Regions from separate parts of the Arachis hypogaea genome. Here region 1 is linked to region 2. A link is a contact called in public Hi-C data. All regions are on one chromosome and are shown on one strand. The core of a region is the stretch at or near the end of the contact, and the rest is flanking DNA. Distances in the headings are between cores, read along the strand shown.

Region 1 (4,614 bases), core at 1,673-4,172, 42 kb after region 2:
TCTGTGTCCTGCACGGGATGATACATAAAATTATATAAAAAAAATTTATTAAAAAATTAAATAAAAATTATATATAGTAATTATTATTAAAAATAATTAGTATTTGTTTTAATCAATTTGGATTGGTTGAATAGTCATCTCATTTATCCGTTTAAACAAATATTTGGAGTTCGAATCTCGCTTTGTCTGTATAACAATCTATTAGTTAACAGCTGACCCTTAATAAATAGAACATTAATATGTGGTGGATTAGTTCTCGACTTGCCGAGTTAGGAAATCCGTAGAAAAAAAATTATATTTGTATTTAAAATAGGTTAATTTCTCATTAATAAAAATATTTATAGACTTTTGTCTTTGTTAAAATTTACTTGGGACAATTTTATTTGTTGGTATCGTATTCATTTTTGAAGTCAAAACAATATGATCAACATTATTAGTTGTTGAAACTTCACATTTTATGAAATGATTTTTAAATTTTTTAATTTATAAATTTATGTCATTACAAAAGTTATTAGATGGATTAATATTTCTTGGTAAGATGATGTACCGAAATACCATCGTTAAGTATTAATAAGTGTGAAGAGAAACCAATAATAACTTTTGTTATTCAATATATAATTTATTCTATTAAAAAATAAATTAATATTTCTTGAACTGGTAAATACATTTTCTTCTAATTTCTTATACTATTTTATTTGACAATATTTACCGTTAAAAAATAGTAAATAACTATACTATCCTACAATATATATGATGTACAAATAATTTCTTATCTTAAAATTAATTATAGTTAGTGAGATAAAATTTAAAATATTTTTATTTTCTTACTCAAATCTAAATTTAAATTTAGAATTGATTAACAACTCATCCTTTTTTAATTTCAATAACAAAAATAAAATTGGTTAAATACGAAATATTCAGTATTTAATAATTTCAATCATTTAAATTTTAGTTACCAAAAATTGGGTTAAAAATTAATTATAAACTTAATAATCGATAATATATATTATATTAGTACGTAAATAATAATATCTAATGTATTAATTATTATTTTTTTACAGAATTAATGTATAATTTATTAAGAACTGATTTATTATTCAAAATTTTTTCCATAAACTTTGTAATATGTAAAAATAATGATCTTATTTTTTAATTATTTAAAAAATTATTCATAATTTTTTAATTATGTAATTAACTTAATTAATGACTTTTATTATTGGTTTTATACTAAAAAGTATCAATTTATACTATTTACATATTTAAATTAGGATAAATTAGTAATTTTATATTCGCGTATATTTAATAGGTTTCATGGGGCAGGCACTTATGTCCGTGTTCCCATTAGGGGTGGCAAATGGGGAAGCCTGCCCTACCCCGCCAAAAGCGTGCCATCTGGCGGATTGGACCGCCCCGCCCTGCCTAGTGCGACGGTACTGAATTCTTCCTCCGCCCCGCCTAACGGTAGGCTGTCGGGTTGACGGACCAAACCCGCCAAATCTCTCTCTCTCTCTTTTTTTATTTTTTATAAACCAATAAATATTAAACAATATATATAATTTCACAACCATTTCAATAAATTTATAATTTCTAAAGATATAAAAATATCATAATTTCTAAATTTACAAACATTAAAGTCTTTATAATTATAAATATATAATAAACATAATTATAAATCAAATTTTTTAAAATAAAATAATAAAACTAACATTGTCCAAAGCAAAACAAATATTGTCCAAAATATATAATTAAACATCTTCAAATTTATAATCAATCAAACATAAAACATAATCCAAAATATAATTTAGAATATCTTCAATTATCATTTTTATCCTCTTGTAGATCAATAACATTATTGAAATTTATAAAAAAAATGGCTCTGACAAAAAAAAAACGCTTGGCTCGGCAGAGAAGCCTTCCCCGCCTCGCCCCACCGAAACCCGCCAAAATCCATTTTAAAATTTGGCGGTCTCAAATTTTCAGTCCACCCCATCCTTTTTGGCGGATTACGCAGGCTGACTCGACGGGTTTCATCCCGTTTGTCACCCCCTAGTCCCCATCCATTTTCACGTAGCAGATCGTGAGAATTTCACAGGTCTCCATCTAACCCTAAATCACGAGCAATTCCTGCAAATACATGTTTCTGCTGTTTTTGTGATCATCCCTATTGATAGCATTCGTTGGCTCGTGACGTGACGTGGAGCTATTTCAACCACTTGGTAAATTCTTAAATAATCAAAATCTAGGATATATGATATATCCCTTTTCATAAAGTCACATGTATTCTTGTTATAACAATATTAATAGGAGATAAATGGATAAATACTAAACTATTGTTTGGATATAAGATGGAAAATAAGAGGAACGAAAATGAAAAGAAAGAAATGAGAGGAAAGAAAAATGAAAAGAAAAATATATTTTTTGTGTTGTTTAGATGAAGAAAAAATGAATGCAAAGAAAATAAAAGAAGATAGAAGAAAAAGTAAGAAAAGAGAAAGTTATAATGGAGTAAAATTACATTAATATTTTTATATATTATATATAAATTATAATTTAAAGGATAACTCGATACTTTTATCCATGTTTGCACTTTCCCCGTTTTTCGTAACTTTGAAAATTTACATGAGTTCTGCATACACTTTTTTTGTTTTTCATTGAATTTTTTTGTTGATCCAAACAATGAAAAATTGATTTTTTTTATCCATTTTCTTCTCCAACATTTTATTTTTCTACAAATTCTTCTAATTCAAACAATACGAAAATAAGTAATATTTTTCCTATATATAACAATAACTAATATCATATATTATAACTTGTGAAATCATAATATTTTGAGAGATAATACATAGATAACTTAAATATTAATAAATTAAAAATTTTTTAAAAAAAATAAAAATATAAAAAAATTGCATTTTTTTTGAATTTGTCCATAGTTTACGATAAAAAATACAAAAGATTTTGGGTTTAACATCCAGAAGTAGTAGAGAATCTGGCAGCCAGAAAGAAAGGGCACCATCGCCGGCACTCTCACCACCTCTCTCGCAGTCGCAGCTCCCACGCTCGCTTGCAGGTGCTTCTCTCTCGCTTTCTCTCTCAATTTCTGATAGCTAGATTGTGTATAAATAGTTACTGCTGCAAGAATTAATAATAGCTTAAAGTGATGAATTTTTCAGGGTTTTGTGTTTTTGTGAGTTAATTATTTATCATGGAAGTGGATGAAGAAAATGTTCCATCAAATACTGCTTCTGAATCCGCCATAGGACCTTCCTCTGATGTTTCCGTCAATGCTGCAACTCCACCACACCCAATTCAACCCATTATTCCACCACCCGTTATTCCTCTTTCTGCGCCTGTGCCACCTATGGCTCCAATTCCCACCATTCCTCCCCCTTCTATTGTGCCTCCCATAGCCCCAATTCCGGCCCCTCCTGTGGTGCGTCCATTGGCGCCGCTCCCTCCTCGCCCGCCGCCTATTAGACCACCTGTGGCGCAAAATGGCGAGGTTGGTTCGGAAGATTCTGATTCGGACAACGATGATGCCGGTGGGAGGGTTAACCAGGGTGCCGGGGAGTATGAGATATCGGAGGAGAGTAGGCTGGTGAGGGAGAGGCAGGAGAAAGCAATGCAGGAGCTCATGATGAAGAGGCGTGCCGCCGCTTTGGCTGTTCCGACCAATGACATGGCTGTGCGTGCTCGCCTTCGCCGGCTTGGTGAGCCCATAACTTTGTTTGGTGAGAGGGAGATGGAGAGGAGGGACAGGTTGAGGATGATTATGGCGAAGCTGGATGCCGATGGCCAGCTGGAGAAGCTGATGAAGGCTCATGAGGATGAAGAGACTGCGGCTACTGCCGGGAAGGATGGGGACGAGGAAGAGATACAGTATCCCTTTTACACCGAAGGGCCAAAGTCTCTCCGTGATGCTAGGATTGATATTGCTAAGTATTCTTTGGTTAGGGCAGCATTGCGTCTTCAACGTGCCCGGAGAAGAAAAGATGATCCGGATGAAGATGTGGATGCGGAGATGGATTGGGCATTAAAGCAGGCTGCTAATTTGAGTCTTGAATTCAGTGAAATCGGAGATGATCGACCGCTTTCTGGTTGCTCCTTCTCACGAGATGGAAAGTCGCTTGCTACTTGGTGTGTCTTTGTTACAAATTGTGTAACTTTACTCCCCATTTCCCATGATTGCCCTGTGAAATTATATAACTGATAATGTTTTGGTTTTTCAGTTCTCTAACCGGAGCTGCCAAGTTGTGGAGCATGCCTAAAGTCATCAAATCTTGTACCTTAAAGGGACACACAGAGCGTGCGACTGATGTTGCTTATTCTCCTGTGCACAACCATTTAGCGACTGCATCTGCTGATCGGACCGCAAAATATTGGAATGACCAGGGATCTTTACTGAAGACATTCGAGGGTCATATTGACCGTCTTGCACGAATTGCTTTCCATCCATCAGGAAAGTACCTAGGCACTGCTAGCTTTGACAAGACATGGAGATTATGGGACATAGAAACAGGTGAGGAATTGCTTCTTCAAGAAGGTCACAGTAGGAGTGTATATGGTTTAGCTTTCCATCAAGATGGATCGTTAGCTGCATCTTGTGGACTGGATGCT
Region 2 (5,262 bases), core at 425-2,924:
ACAAAATTTAAGACAAATATTGGCCAAACATAAGAATTAAACAAAAAATTTCACTCAAGCATTTCATCGAGCATATGGTGTGCACAATATGTAAACAGGGATTTTAAACTCAATTTAAGCAGCAATCAATCTAGAAAAATCAGCCATCAAACATTTTGGAATCCAAAAAGTATCAATCCATTAATCTAAGCCTAATCTAAACACTCAAAACAGAATTAAAATTTAGTTAAAATAAATAAACGAAAGAACACGAACAGGAGGAAGCATGAAACCTATGTTGGTGAAAGGGGAAGAATGGAAAGAGAGGGGTAGCAGAGGCGGTGTTGCAGCGGCACAGAGCTTAGCCGCTGTTGGGTTGCACTGGGGTTTCTCGCGTGGGGTTGGACTTTGCACAGAAACCAAGGGTAACGTACAGGAGATTGATGAGAAATGGAGAAAGAGGGAAGAAAAAGAGAAGAGAGGGAAGAGAGAGGGGTAGGCGACAGTGGTCGCCGGTGGTGATGGCGGTGGTGTCAGACGGAAGGTTAGGGCTGGGTTGAGAGTGCAGAAAAGAAAAGAGTCCACCGAGAGAGGGAAGAGATAAGGTGTGAAAGGATAGGAAACGTGTAACTGTTTTCTACTAAAAAGTCTGATATTTTAAATTTTGAAAAATAGTTATTATTATAATTAAATTAATTACATCATTAATTAAATTTATGAGTAATTTACATTTGTAACCTTATTGTTCATATTGTTCATTAGAATCATTGTTCACTTATACTTTTTCTAATTATAAATATGTATTTATGTTTGGCATGGAATAAGAGAAGGGTATGTTGTTGTCTTATGCAACACTTAAATGGAATGTTTTCTTATGCATAATTAGTAACTTTTTATTATATTATATGGGTAATGCTAGGTAGACAAAAAAAACAGCAAGAACTTATCTTATTTAGTATTAATTAATTGTCGCAACAATTAATGAATGCTAAATAAGATAAGTTATGACTGTTTTTTGCTGATTTTCTTTGGTTACCAAACATTTCCGATATTATATATATGATTTCTTTTTTCAACGTTGAACCTACCTTCTACCACCGAATTTTCTTAACGTACAAGATAATTAGAGGTACAAAATACACAAGTAAAAGAATAAATGGTTATATAGTTTTTTTTTTCCTAACAAAAAGGAAAATCCCACCTCTAGACTCTAGTAACTTCTGCAAACTGGATGTTTATGTCAATAATCATTATTATCTGGTAAAGTTGATTAACTTTATAGCTCTCTGTAAATAATAGTTTGATGTAGCAGAAGATCATTTGGTTATCATGCATTTACGTCATTATTTGCTTAATTATGATTCACTAAATTAAAGCTATCATATTGAAACAAGTAATTAATTAAATGCATAAAATGATGAGGGCGTGTATATATGGGTCAAACAATCATATATATCATCTTCAGCCAAAAGAAGGCCGATGATTAACGCATGCATAATGTTCAATATTAATATATAAAAAAAATGCTAACTATCCTTTAAAATTCAGCCTTCTCACTCTTTTAATTTTACATGCACATCACAACGAAGTGATTAATTTTGGAAAAGATTGACCAATATGTGTTTTGATAATTCTCATCCTTAATGGGCTCAGCCCAATACTAAGAGCCTTAAGCCCGAAACTCATAAAAGCATCCAAATGAAATGGACGAGGTTGCGGCCGACGATAATAATGATGCAGGCGACGGCAACGTGGCAGGCGAAGGCAATGAAATGGACGACTGCGGCGTGATGGGCGGAGGCCTGGTAGTAGCGCATCACAATGAAGATGAATATTGCACTTTGAATTGCATCCGTGTGTTTTAAAATCCGGATCGGATAAGAGTTGGAGCTCCGTTCCTATTTGGATCTGGGCTGCATTGGCGGTTCGGGTCATGACAAAAAAAACCTGCTCAAGGAATATTAAGGATAAGTTTAAGATATTTTTCCTGTGAAAAAAAAAAGATATTTTAAAAATTTTTAAAAATATTAAAAAGATATATCCATAAAGGTATCAAATTTCTTGCCATACTCAAGCTATTAGAAATTTCATTTCCTGGATAATGAAGACGTTTATTTGGAAAATTATCCTACTTTAATTTCTTTTTTCCTAATCAATATAAGATGAACGTAGGATGGCAAAACTCTCTGAAATGCAGGGATTTTTGCGGGGACTACCTTAAATGAGGATTCGATTGTGGAGAATTTTTTTTGTGAGGATAGCCGGATGGGATGGGGGACAAAATTCTTCCGAAACAGGTGTGGGGATCCGAGTGGGGATTCCCGCCCGGTCCCCTCTATTCCTCAAAATTTATGAATTTTCTGAATTATTTTTAATAGTTTATTTCTCATATATATTTTTTAGTTATTTCTCACACACATATATATATAGAAATCCAAAACTCCTAATCTTTATTTGCATAACCCTTCTTCAATTCAGAGATTTCTAACGCTGTCCATACTCCATCCAACCTCTCTGCAGCCATCCCATCGCTACCCTTCTCACCGCATCGTCACATCTCACCATGCCATCACCCTTACCATGTCGTAATTTCTATTTGCGGCGTTCCTTTTCGTAACTCTGCCGTCGTATCCATTCTCCTCTCTGTTGCCGCGTCTCTCACCTCGTCCACCGCTTTGTCCTTTGGCTCGTCGTTGTGTCCCCTCATTGCGTCATTTCGAAAAGAAGTCACCATCGTGTCATTTAGATTTTTTATATAAAATCTTGCAATTTTTGTATAAGATAGATATTTGCAACTCTATTCATATGAAAATTAATAATTAGCTAAAACTATTATTTAGATGGGGAATGGGGTCCCTGCAGAGAATAGGCCCCGTGAAAAATAAAAATGGGGATAGGGAACAAATCTGAGGGCAAAAATGAGGAGCAGGGAGACATTCTCGCTCCCATCCTACCTCGTTGACATCCCTAGATGAACGACACTAAACTACTAGTTTCATGTGTTTTTCTTTTCCTTGTTTTTTGTTCAATATGAATTAAGAGTTTAGTTAATAATTAATAATAATAATGTCATAAAGACACATATTAATATAATTAATTAAAGAGTGTAAATAAAATTACTAAATTTAAGGTTTTGGATATATTCATTATGAGAGAGAATATTCTAAAATAAAGATAATTGTAAAATAATAAAATAAGAGGTTAATCGTCGTTAGAGTAAACTATTAAAATAATATTAAAAAAAATTGTCCAGACAAAAATTTTTTTAAAAATATGAAAGACAAATTAACTCTTAAAAAATTATTAAATTTGATAAAAAGAACCCTTACCTCTGGGGGTAAGAAAATCATGATCGGGCTATATGTTGCGTATTATCAACAATTTCCACAGAAGGTGGTAAAATGATGTCTTGAGAAGTTACATATCGGGATTGACGAGAGGGGGGGCTATATTTCTGGGAGCGAACTAGCAAATACAGCTCTTTTTATCATTTCTTCACATGTACCTGCAGTAGCGTTCAAGTAATGCCCTTTGATTTCACCAATATATTAATTAAAATTATTTCCGTTAACAAAAAATACTGAGTGTTAACTGACGAAATAGCTGCGATGTGATATTAGGGCTCATTTAAAAAGTTTTAAAAGTTATTTTTTTGAGCTTTTAACTTATAAAAAGTAGTAATATTAATATTTGGTACAATTTTCAAAACTAAATTATAACTTTCTAAGAAGTTATTTAAGTACTTATAAAGAAGTTTAAAAAAATGACTTCTCTTATAATAAAAAGTTTTTTTTTATCACATTTCTTTTAAAATAAATACTTTTAGAACTAAAAAATCAAACACAAAAAATTTATTTATAAACTACTTTTAATATAAATATTTATTGTTTAAGCTATTTTTTTAAAAAGAACTTAATTAAACTGTTTACCTAAATTAGACCTTAGTACTTAATTAACAACATTATTAATTATTTTAAAAAATAAAAAATCCCATTCAAAATTTTAAAAATCCTAATTTGGATATCTTTAGTGTTTTACCACCACCTCCTCCCACCACACCCACTAATGCCAGTAGGGGTGGAAACAGGCCAGGCCAGGCCAGGCTTTGCTCTTAACAGGCCTGGCCTGTCATACAGTTAATTGGCCTGAGCCTGGCCTGCAGCCTGTTATAGGCTCTTTATAAGGTACTAGGCCTGGCCTGTTATTCAGCCTGGCCTGGCCTAAAGCCTGTTAAAAGGCCTGATATTTTTTTTTTTTACAAAAATAAAAATATTATTTAAAAAAATTATTTTTTAATAAAAATATTTATATGTAATATGTCATATATTTAATATTTATAAAAAAATTTTAAACTTTTAATGTATTTAAAATATACAAAAATATTTATAATAAAATATAATAGATTTAAAATATCTCATAATTTTATTTTAATAAATAATTATTTATATATTTAATTATATTTTAACAGGCCCAGGCAGGCCTGACAGGCCAATAAGACTAATTAGCGAACCTGGGCCTGGCCTATTAACGTATTAAGGCTTTTAAAAGAGTCTGGGCCTGTACCTATTTTATAACAGGCTAGGCCAGGTCAAGCCAAACACAGGCCAGGCTGCAGGTCCCTGGCAGGCCGCCTGGCCTTTTTCCACCCCTAAATGCCACCACTAATCCCATCTCTAAATCACTGTCAACTCCTTTTTCTTCTCACCTTATAAGAATGAGACCATCACTTCCTCAATTTAGAGGAATTTGATTCATTTATTATATAATATATATTTGTTATTAAGCGTATTATAATTTTTTTAATTATATTTATATTTTAGATAGTTTTTTATATTATCAATATAAAAAATAATAACTTTTATTAATGTGATGTTTTACAATTAGATACACAAATAAAAATATATCAAGAGTTAATAGCATGCATAATGCAATTTGTCATTTTGTGGCGGTAGTGTGAGGCCTAAGTTTTGAAAGAGGTAGCGAGTGGCAGTACGTCCTAAAATTTAGACTGAATAGGAAAACTTAATTACTTAACTTAATCCATTGACATTGTTGTGCATTTTTTTTTTTGGAAAACAAGATAATTCGATTTCTAATTTTTTGATCCGCCAATATTTAAGTAATTTAAAATTATATTTAAGTTTATAATTTTTTTAAAATATAAACACATCGATTTTTGGTCTAATTTATTTTATTCTAAAATATTTTTTATGTGTACATTTGTATTAACTAGATCAATATAATAAAAATTATGTTTAATTATTTATTAGGTTTGACATATCC

What was found. Hi-C and Micro-C count contacts between places; a contact is called where the count stands out from the background.
Region 1: a Hi-C map of an unstated tissue shows a contact between it and region 2, with 4 times the contacts expected there. The contact joins the promoter of LOC112755790 here to the enhancer-like site in region 2. A contact is called at or near these places in 3 of 8 Hi-C or Micro-C datasets (leaf and an unstated tissue).

The regions. Positions count from the first base shown.
Region 1 is chr16:8,623,789-8,628,402 of arahy.Tifrunner.gnm2.J5K5, forward strand. It overlaps LOC112755790 (U4/U6 small nuclear ribonucleoprotein PRP4-like protein), which reads left to right and starts at 2,923. Exons shown (of 6, transcript XM_025804082.3): 1 at 2,923-3,067; 2 at 3,171-4,134; 3 at 4,227-4,614. The coding sequence starts at 3,203.
Region 2 is chr16:8,583,502-8,588,763 of arahy.Tifrunner.gnm2.J5K5, forward strand. No RefSeq gene overlaps it. Among protein-coding and RNA genes, the nearest start is that of LOC112758709, 11 kb to the left of the region's middle. Within about 2 kb of position 1,675, at least 2 of the 3 cell types and tissues checked have open chromatin away from gene starts, as enhancers often do.